Linked DNA regions of Gossypium arboreum: region 2 is linked to region 1. Evidence: chromatin contacts called from public Hi-C data. All regions are on one chromosome and are shown on one strand. The core of a region is the stretch at or near the end of the contact, and the rest is flanking DNA. Distances in the headings are between cores, read along the strand shown.

Region 1 (4,492 bases), core at 1,305-3,804:
AGATTAAACTACTGCTCAAACTTCATCTTTTTTACATTAATTATGAAATGGAACTTTTTTCCCTCTAGATTAATATTAAAAATTAAATTGTAAAGTTTCGTGATAACATAATTCTGTTTTTATTTCCTAAAAAACAGTTCCTGAAAATATTATTTCAAAAATTCTATCAAATAGCAAAACGTATTTTTCAAAAAATTTATCTAAACACTAAAAAGTATTAACTTATTCAAAAAAATTACAGGAATAACCCCTGAAGGCAGAAATTGGTATCCAGCAAACAGAAAAGCTTTTTATTCATAAGGATATGAAGAGGATAGTAAGTTATCCGATTTCTGAAATCAAGCAAAGCCACTGAATCAGATTCATTTGCAAAATTAGACTCCAAACACTAACTCGGCAACAAAAGTAAATGTAAAATCCCCCTCAAAGAAAAAACTACAAGGGAGCAAACAAGTGTATTTCATGCTTAAGGAAATACCAAGTCGCACAAAATAAAAAAATTAAGTAATAAGAATCCAATGCATATGAAATATGCAGAAAGATATACAAAACAGAAAGGAAAGGAGAATTCATTGGAGGATGAAACTTCCATAAAACATATCAAGGGCGTAAACACTCAACAACAAGATGGTCCAGATTATTAAGATGATTAAACCTCTTGCTCTTTTGACTTTTGGTGAAAACTAGAGATCATGAGTGTAATTATTTCCATTATAGATGTAAATGTAATGGCAATGCTTAATGCTTCAGCAGATTAAGGCCAGAGTATACATTAGTGGAAATGTTTGGTGAATAACAACAAATTGTTAATATCATAGTGTTCTTCACACTCAGAAAATTTGTTCAAACGCTCATGTTTCCAAGTTGCACAAACAACTGTGACATTTGATCCCAAGGAAAAAGGAAAACCAGAAACAGAAGAGAGAAAGAGAAAGATGCATGATGGAGGCAGCACTCATTATCTCAAGCAAAAGTTTCAGATTCCGATAAAGGAAATTCAGGGGGGGAAAAAGCTTGAATACAATGCAAGATGCATGATGGAGGCAGCACTCATTATCTCAAGCAAAAGTTTCAGATTCCGATAAAGGAAATTCAGGGGGGGAAAAAGCTTGAATACAATGCATGGCACCACTGAGAAATAGTAACACAAGAAAAGGCTAATCAAAGCATCCATGTTTAGATGAGTAATGGTAGCAAACAATATGATAGATATTCAACCCATTATCTCTAAAAACTCATGGTTCCTTATGGAAGAACAAAGAATATAGAATGTCATCTCCGAGAGTTTACAGTTTTACTCTTTACCAATAGAAAGTCATTTCTTCATTTTTCAAGGGATGCCGGTAAAAACCGGTTGTTATCATCTATAATTTACTCTCATATGCATGCTAACCTTACATGACCTCGTACAGACCATCTTAGTTCCGCCCTATAGATACTTAAACAAAGCAATTTAGTTTATTCCCACATTTTAGACAAACCCTCTTTCAATTTTGTTTTAATCAATTACTTCTACTCAATGCTTTTATTCTCCTCCTACTTTTTTTTCTTCCATTTTTTTTTAAGTTTTCAATTAGCAAACAAGCTTAACTCAATAGAACCTTAGTAAAACATATATAATTCGACACCAAAAGGAACTAAAGTAGGAACACTGAATTAGAATAATCCCATTAAGGGAAGTAAAAGCAACCTTTGAATTCTTAACAGTATTTAGCATTATTTCAGAATTTAGCTCACTGGTTTTTATCATTTAATTAGATACTAAGAAAATTAGCACCTAAGCTACAGTATTACTAATTAATATTTCAAATAAAAAAGAAAAGAAAAGCGTAACAACTCAGTGTTATCTCGTTCAACTAGACAAACTCGACGGTAATAGTATTACAACATAAAAAGGATAAAAAGGCAAGAAAAATTTGGGAGTAGAGACTAGAGAATCAAAGATTACGCTTCCCCCTGATCCTTCCCTTACCTTCGGCGCGGCGCTTCTTTTTGGCGATCTTCAATTTCTTTTTGGACATCTTTCCTATTCTACCAACAGCTCTCAAGGAGGCCTTGGTCTTGTTTTCATCACTGTCAGCCATTTCCACCTCTGTCCAATGGCAGAAAACAAATGAATTACATATATAAACAGAAGGGAAAAAGAAAATCTGAAATTGAATCATATGTATATATATACCCATGGAGTTTAGATTGGTTATTGCGGAACTGGGTGCGGTAACTTGTTCTTCGAGCTGCATAGAACCAGAGGGTGGGGAAGAGGCGGGCAGCTTAGGGGCAGCCAGGGCAGCCTCTATGGCAGCCATCTTAGCTTCATCTTTCTTCTGATAGAAAGGTTCCACTATTTCCCTCCTTATGGCTCTCAGCCTCTTCTCTCTCTTCGATCTCATCGACTTTGCCATTTTCTTTTTAGGATTTTCCCTTGTTCTTAATTGTTAAGAAGAAAATATTGCTAGGGTTTCTGTTTCTTTCTATTACTCCAGAGTCTAGGGTTTTTGGCATTTATTTATACGAGTCTCACTTCTTGCTTCAGGTTTGTTTGGTTGTAGGGCCGCCTTTATCCTATCCAACTTGCAAATACGGTTTCCTGAACGTACCGTTTCATAAATTATTTATCCAATCTAAAGAATAATAGAGTTCCTGAATCCTGATGTAGGCCCTACTCTAAACTATTATGACCTGTTCCAATTATATAGTACAAAAGGTTCAATTTTTGTTGTTAGAGTCTCTATTTTGTGTAAATTGTAGATTTTGTACATGTATTTTAATTTGATTAATTTTAGTCTTTATGTTTTTTGAGTTTTGAAATTTAGTTCTAACGCGATAGTAACAGTTAAATCTGTTTAGTTAAATTATGTCATTAGTCTTACTTTAATTTGATTAATTTGAATCTTTATGCTTTTTGAGTTTTGAAATTTAGTTCTAACGCGATGGTAACAGTTAAATCTATTTGGTTAAATTATGTCATTAGTCTTGTTTTATATGTAAAGTTATAGATTTAGTCCACATTCATCCTCCTTAATGGTTATATTTTTTTTTAATTTCAAAATTTTAATCTTAATGCAAACGACAATCATTAAATTTAATAACCGATTTTTGTAAGTAATATGTGAAAATAACAAACAGACATAGCATTATATATTTGATAATATGTTTGACACATTAAATTTTAAAAATAATATAACTTAATTAGTTTAATAATTATCACTTAGTTAGGATTAAAATTTTTAAATTCTAAAAATACAGATGCAAATGAATAAATTAAAGTACGTGTATTAAATCAGTAACTTATGCAAAGTATAGGGTCTTATTGCAAAATTTGAGCTACAAAAACCAATTAACCCAACCTTAGTAATCACATTATTTAGGAGGAATAGTTAGAGTTGTCCATGGTCAGGCCGAGCCAAGGCTCGGTTCCAAAAAAAATTCATGCCAAAGCTCATTTTCAGGTCAGCTAGACCAGCCCAAAAGATCCAATTTATTGTTCAAGAATCAATAAAATATTTAAAAATGCATTTTAATTGATATTTTATATATTTTATAATTAAAAGTAAACTTAAAAAATATTTTTTTATTTAAGTTGAATTCAGGTTGGGTCGGCTAGTGATACAAAAATCATTGTTCAAATCTGACCAAAGTTGAGCTATGCAAGCTACCCAACCTTTGCGCAGGTCTAGGAATAGTTATGAATTTTGAATAATAATTATAAAATGAAAATGAAATATAAAAAAGAAAAAAAATTAAAATCATAAGGCGTGAATATTTTTTAAAGTAAACTACACCATGATCACTCTAAAATAGGGTTTGTCTTATTTTGATCACTCTAAATTTTTTTCTTAATTTAGTCAAGATAATTGTTAGAATTAGTCACTATCATTAAAATTTTTATTAATCCGCCAGTGGATTGCTGACATGGCACATTAACTCATTGAGTGGTTGGCATTTGACACTGACTAAAATTAGGGACTTCTCTATAATTATTTCAAAATATTTTAATTGTTTTTTAACGTGAGGATTTAAACTTAAACCCAAAATACATGAAATGATTTTTTTCTTTTTTTGAGGACTCGAGACAAATTCATTCTGTCTCCAGACACAATGATGAATTTACCTATAATGCATTTCTTAACTCATTCAAAAGATACCCAACACATTCCTAACTTATACCACATGATATCAATTCATCATTCATCAAATTAACCTCCCTAAACACATCTAACACATATCAATTCATATAATTTAGTGCATCATGTCAACACGTGAACATAACAAAGATTATACACCTATAAACATATATAATTTCATCAAGATAAAAATTCAAAACACAAGACTAATAACCTTATAAAACCAAAATATAGCTTAGTATGCCAAAAAGACAAAATAGCAAGTAAGACCTATAATTCAGTCTAGGTACACGCCATTAATAATCTATAGTCAAAAGAGTAATAATGATATTTGAGATGAGTTGTAGAGATTTGGATGCTTCAAGAAA
Region 2 (4,477 bases), core at 1,694-4,193, 150 kb before region 1:
CCCAAAAATTTGAGCCTGATAAGTGGTCTAACTCTTTCTGTATCATTTCACCTATCAGTTCAACCTTTGGTTCATCTACCCTATCACCATCAAACTCAAAAGAATCAGAATAAGAAGTATCTGACTCATAATCTTTATATGAACTATCATCTGAGTCAGATGCTTCTCCTCCAATATCTCCCCCTAAAGTATTTTGTTCAACATCAAATCCTAAACCAAAAAAGGAAAATAAAACAATATATTAGTACCAACAAATTGCACAAAAATTCAAACCTGAAAACAACATTATATCAACTCCAGTTCAATTTCAAACAACATAACTAATGAATTGATGAACATTTTAGGACATTCGAATAACAGTCGATGTTCATATTTGAATAGTATTAAAATACATAATCTAGAACATAAAAATAGTAGCCATTATTCACATTTTGATAAGATAAATATCTACATTAAGGGACATTATGGCAACAATTATAAATTGTATTTGGATAGCATAAATATACACATTAAAAGATATTTTGGCAGCAGCTGTAAATTACAAGTGCAAATTGGTAACACATTGTGGCAAAATTAGGGAACTTCAATCCTTCCTTAGACAATCAGAGTGAAGTTAACATTATATACATCTTTAAATCAATTATTTGTTATACATTTGCGTCAAAATACACCCAAGTTAAAATGAAAAGCTGAACATAGACATAAGCATAAAGGACTGACAAAGAATAATGTTTGTTTTGCTAAGATGACGACAAAAATTGAACAATCACAATTCATAATATCAATCTGCAAGTCTGAGAAGATTACAGATTTCAAAACCTAACTGTCAACTTAAAGGTCTAAAGTCAAATGCTGAGTTGGTTATAACATGTAATTAAGTAATGAAACTTGCATTTACAATTTATCGAAGGAATCAAGCTGCCACAATATATACAAATGATTAAGTTCAAACTATACAAATTACATTAAAAATAAAATGATAATTACAAAAGAATAAAAAAGAAAGCCTTTTTCACTAGCAGTAACATGCAGAGCGAAGAAATAAAATAATTTTAAATCCAAATTTGAGTAAAACCAAGTTCTTAGCAGAAATTATGCAAAACCCACATCAGAAATACAATTAATCATGTAGAGTCTCCAAGTACCAATCAGATAAAACTAATAACATATATATATAGTTTAAAGAAAACAAAAACTATTAACCAATTAGCTCTAAACCAAAATTTACCTAAGACCAGCAAAAAAAAAAAATTTGCAAGGTAGTTCAACACAAAATCACAGTAAAAAAGAATAATCTGGAATAAAAAGGAAAGCCCTTTTCACCAGCAATAACATGCAGAGCAAAAAAATAAAACGATTTTAGATCCAAATTTGTGTAAAACCAAGTTGTTAGTAGAAATTATGCAAAACTCACAACAGATATACAATTAATAATGTAGAGTCTCAAAGTACCAAGCAGATAAAACTAATAACATAGAAATATAGTTTAAAGAATACAAAAGCTACTAACCAATTAGCTTGAACCAAAACTTACCTAAGACTAGCAAAAAAGAATGATTGCAAGGTAATTCAGCACAAAATCAGCAATAAGAAAGAATAATTTGGAATAAAAAAAGAAAGGCCCTTTTCACCATCAGTAATATGCAAAACAAAGAAATAAAATGATTTTAGATCCAAATTTGAGTAAAACCAAGTTGTTAGCATAAATTATGCAAAACCCACATCACAAATACAATTAATGATGTAGAGTCTTCAAATACTAAGCAGATAAAACTAATAACATAGAAATATAATTTAAAGAAACACAAGCTACTAACCAATTAGCTCTGAACCAAAACTTACCCAAGACCAGCAAAAATAAAAAAAAGATTGCAAGGTAATTCAGCACAAAATCAACAATAAGAAAGAATAATCTGGAATACCCTCAAAGAGATTGTGAACATACAAGTTGATTCAGATCAGAAAAAATTTGATTGAAAAACCAATTATTCAAGAATTATGAAAGAACTAGAAAATATACTGATTAGGAACAAGAATAGTGAAAGTGGCAGCCCTTTTCTGAAAAATTTACAATTAGCTTGAATGAAACAGGTTCATGAAAACATGTTTTTGGTTGCATTTTATGGGATGTCTATTTACACAAAATAAAATACATGTTCAAAAACAATTTTAAAAAGTCGAAGAAAATATCAATAATTTTAATTTAGGATTTTCATTAAACAATAAAAAAATCTAATCTTTTATTTTTCAGTATTGAATAAAAGAGGTACAAGAATGCAAAGAAGACATACTTGGACCTTCCATTAAATCCAATTTTTTGAAGCAGTCAATTTGATTTCAACTATTTTGATATTGATAATAATTTTTCCATCAAATAAAATAAAAAACTAAAAAGAAGAGAGGGAAAAAAAAAAAAAGAAGAGGTAAACAATTTTTTAGTTAAGGTTTAGGTTTAAAAATTTTAATTAATTAAATTTATTTAATTAAAAATTTATTTTCATATCATTTAGAAATCCAAGTTGACACCTAAAATCTAGTTGGACTACCATGTAGGATTATCGCTAGAGAGATAACGAAACTTGATGGTAGAATGATCACTTCGTAACAAAATAATAACATAAGTGACTAAAACTAACATTTTAAATATAAGTGAGTAAAATGTAACATAAAGCAAACAAAGTGACTATTAAATTATATATCAAAAAGTTATTCTAAAACTATTATGAATACTATCTCATATCGCGTTGGATTAATTATTAAATACTTTTAGGTTAAATCATAAAGTAACTAATTGAATATTAAAATATACTTTCTTAGAATTTTTTTATATTTAAAATTTAATTTTAGTAGTTTTATTTTTACAAATTTAATCCTTCTTTTTTTTTAAAAATATTTTAATTTAAATATTTAAATCTGGGAACCAAAAATATATAAGGAAAAGAAGTGTCAACCAAGTTGGACCTTCCCTTTATATACAGGTTATATATATTTCCATTAAAAATTCCCGACCCATTCTCATCTCAATTCAGACATCCCGCCGCAAACAAGCCTCTCCATCTCCTTCTCCTGTCCCTGACCCAAGCTCTCTCTTACACTCAAGTTTCCTACAAACCACAAAATTGAATAGGATACTTTTTGGAACCCTAAACTTAATGAGTCATGAGATTTTGAGGTATGGCTCGGTTTGTGTTGTCTGCTGTCTGCCTCTGCACCACTCTGCTGTATTTGATTTTCTGTGTCCGATCTTACTCTCTCTTATCCTAATTTTTAGAAAGGCATCGGTTTAGCGGAAATGGCGGATTGTTATAGCTTCTAATTTCCATTACACTGCTATTTGGGGTGTCGGACGGAGTTTAAATCTGACATTAACGCTTGCGCAAATTCTGTCTAGGGTTAGGGTTTTGTTGCCCTTAATCAAGGCATGGATTCTTCAAAGCAAGAAACAAACCAGAAAAAAGCTTCTAAAACGATGGCTAAGAAGGAAGCCGAAGAATTCCAATTTGTTGTTTACAATACTATGACTCAGCAAAAAGAGGTTTTCAAGCCCAAAACCCCTGGAAAAGTTCGCATGTATGTCTGCGGTGTCACTGCCTATGATTTCAGTCACCTTGGCCATGCTCGTGCTGCCGTTTCCTTCGATGTCCTTTACAGGTGTATAATTTTTCTTGGAGACATTCCTTATGCTTTTCCGGCCTTTATTTTTAAAATTGGTTGCTGACTATTGGAATTGTACAGGTACCTTAAGCATTTGGGTTATGAGGTTACTTATGTCAGGAATTTTACTGATGTTGATGATAAGGTTTGAATTTTGATTTGATTGGCTCTTTGCTTTCGGTTTTTGGTGTTTTAGTTGAGAGCAATGGCGTTTTTGATGTTGAAAAGATACTTATCATTTGAATCTGATGCATTCAGCTTATGTATTTATGATATTTGGGGGGCGAAACCTCAACTTATTAGTTGTTTTCTCCTTTTGAGCTTATTGAACAAGAGCTTAAAGACTTCTATTTGATATGTTAATCTGTTTTAAACTTATTTAAGATCATTCTTTCTGGAGATGTTATAGAGAATGCACTTCCTTGTTTCCAATGTTTTACCACTTCTACTTTCTGATTAATAGTCCATCTCTTATATGTCAACAACCATTATGTCTTCCTCATATTATGAGAGCTACTGATTGGACTTTTGCAGATAATTCGTCGAGCCAATGAGACTGGAGAAGATCCAATAAGTTTGAGTGACCGGTACTGTAAAGAATATAATATAGATATGAGTGATCTACAGTGTCTTTCTCCAACACATGAGCCGCGCGTTTCTGATCACATGGAGCAGATCAAAGATATGATAACTCAGGTTTCCTTCCTATTGAATATGCTAGTTTTATTTTGTAGAAATATGGATACCATGATTCCTCTCTCCCTTTAGCAATCTTGCATCCCAGCGGTGGAAAATGTAGTGCACATATTTATGGTCAAGTTCA

Evidence for each region. A called contact is a pair of places that touch in the nucleus more often than the background predicts.
Region 2: a Hi-C map of leaf shows a contact between it and region 1, with 4 times the contacts expected there. The contact joins the promoter of LOC108460791 here to the promoter of LOC108458286 in region 1. A contact is called at or near these places in 4 of 5 Hi-C or Micro-C datasets (all in leaf).

Annotation. Positions count from the first base shown.
Region 1 is chr6:84,383,254-84,387,745 of ASM2569848v2, reverse strand. LOC108458286 reads right to left here and starts at 2,554. Exons shown (of 2, transcript XM_017757632.2): 1 at 2,180-2,554; 2 at 1,692-2,092. The coding sequence starts at 2,402. The coding sequence ends at 1,938.
Region 2 is chr6:84,534,632-84,539,108 of ASM2569848v2, reverse strand. It overlaps LOC108460791 (cysteine--tRNA ligase 2, cytoplasmic-like), which reads left to right and starts at 2,943. Exons shown (of 10, transcript XM_017760444.2): 1 at 2,943-3,172; 2 at 3,392-3,651; 3 at 3,736-3,799; 4 at 4,189-4,350. The coding sequence starts at 3,422.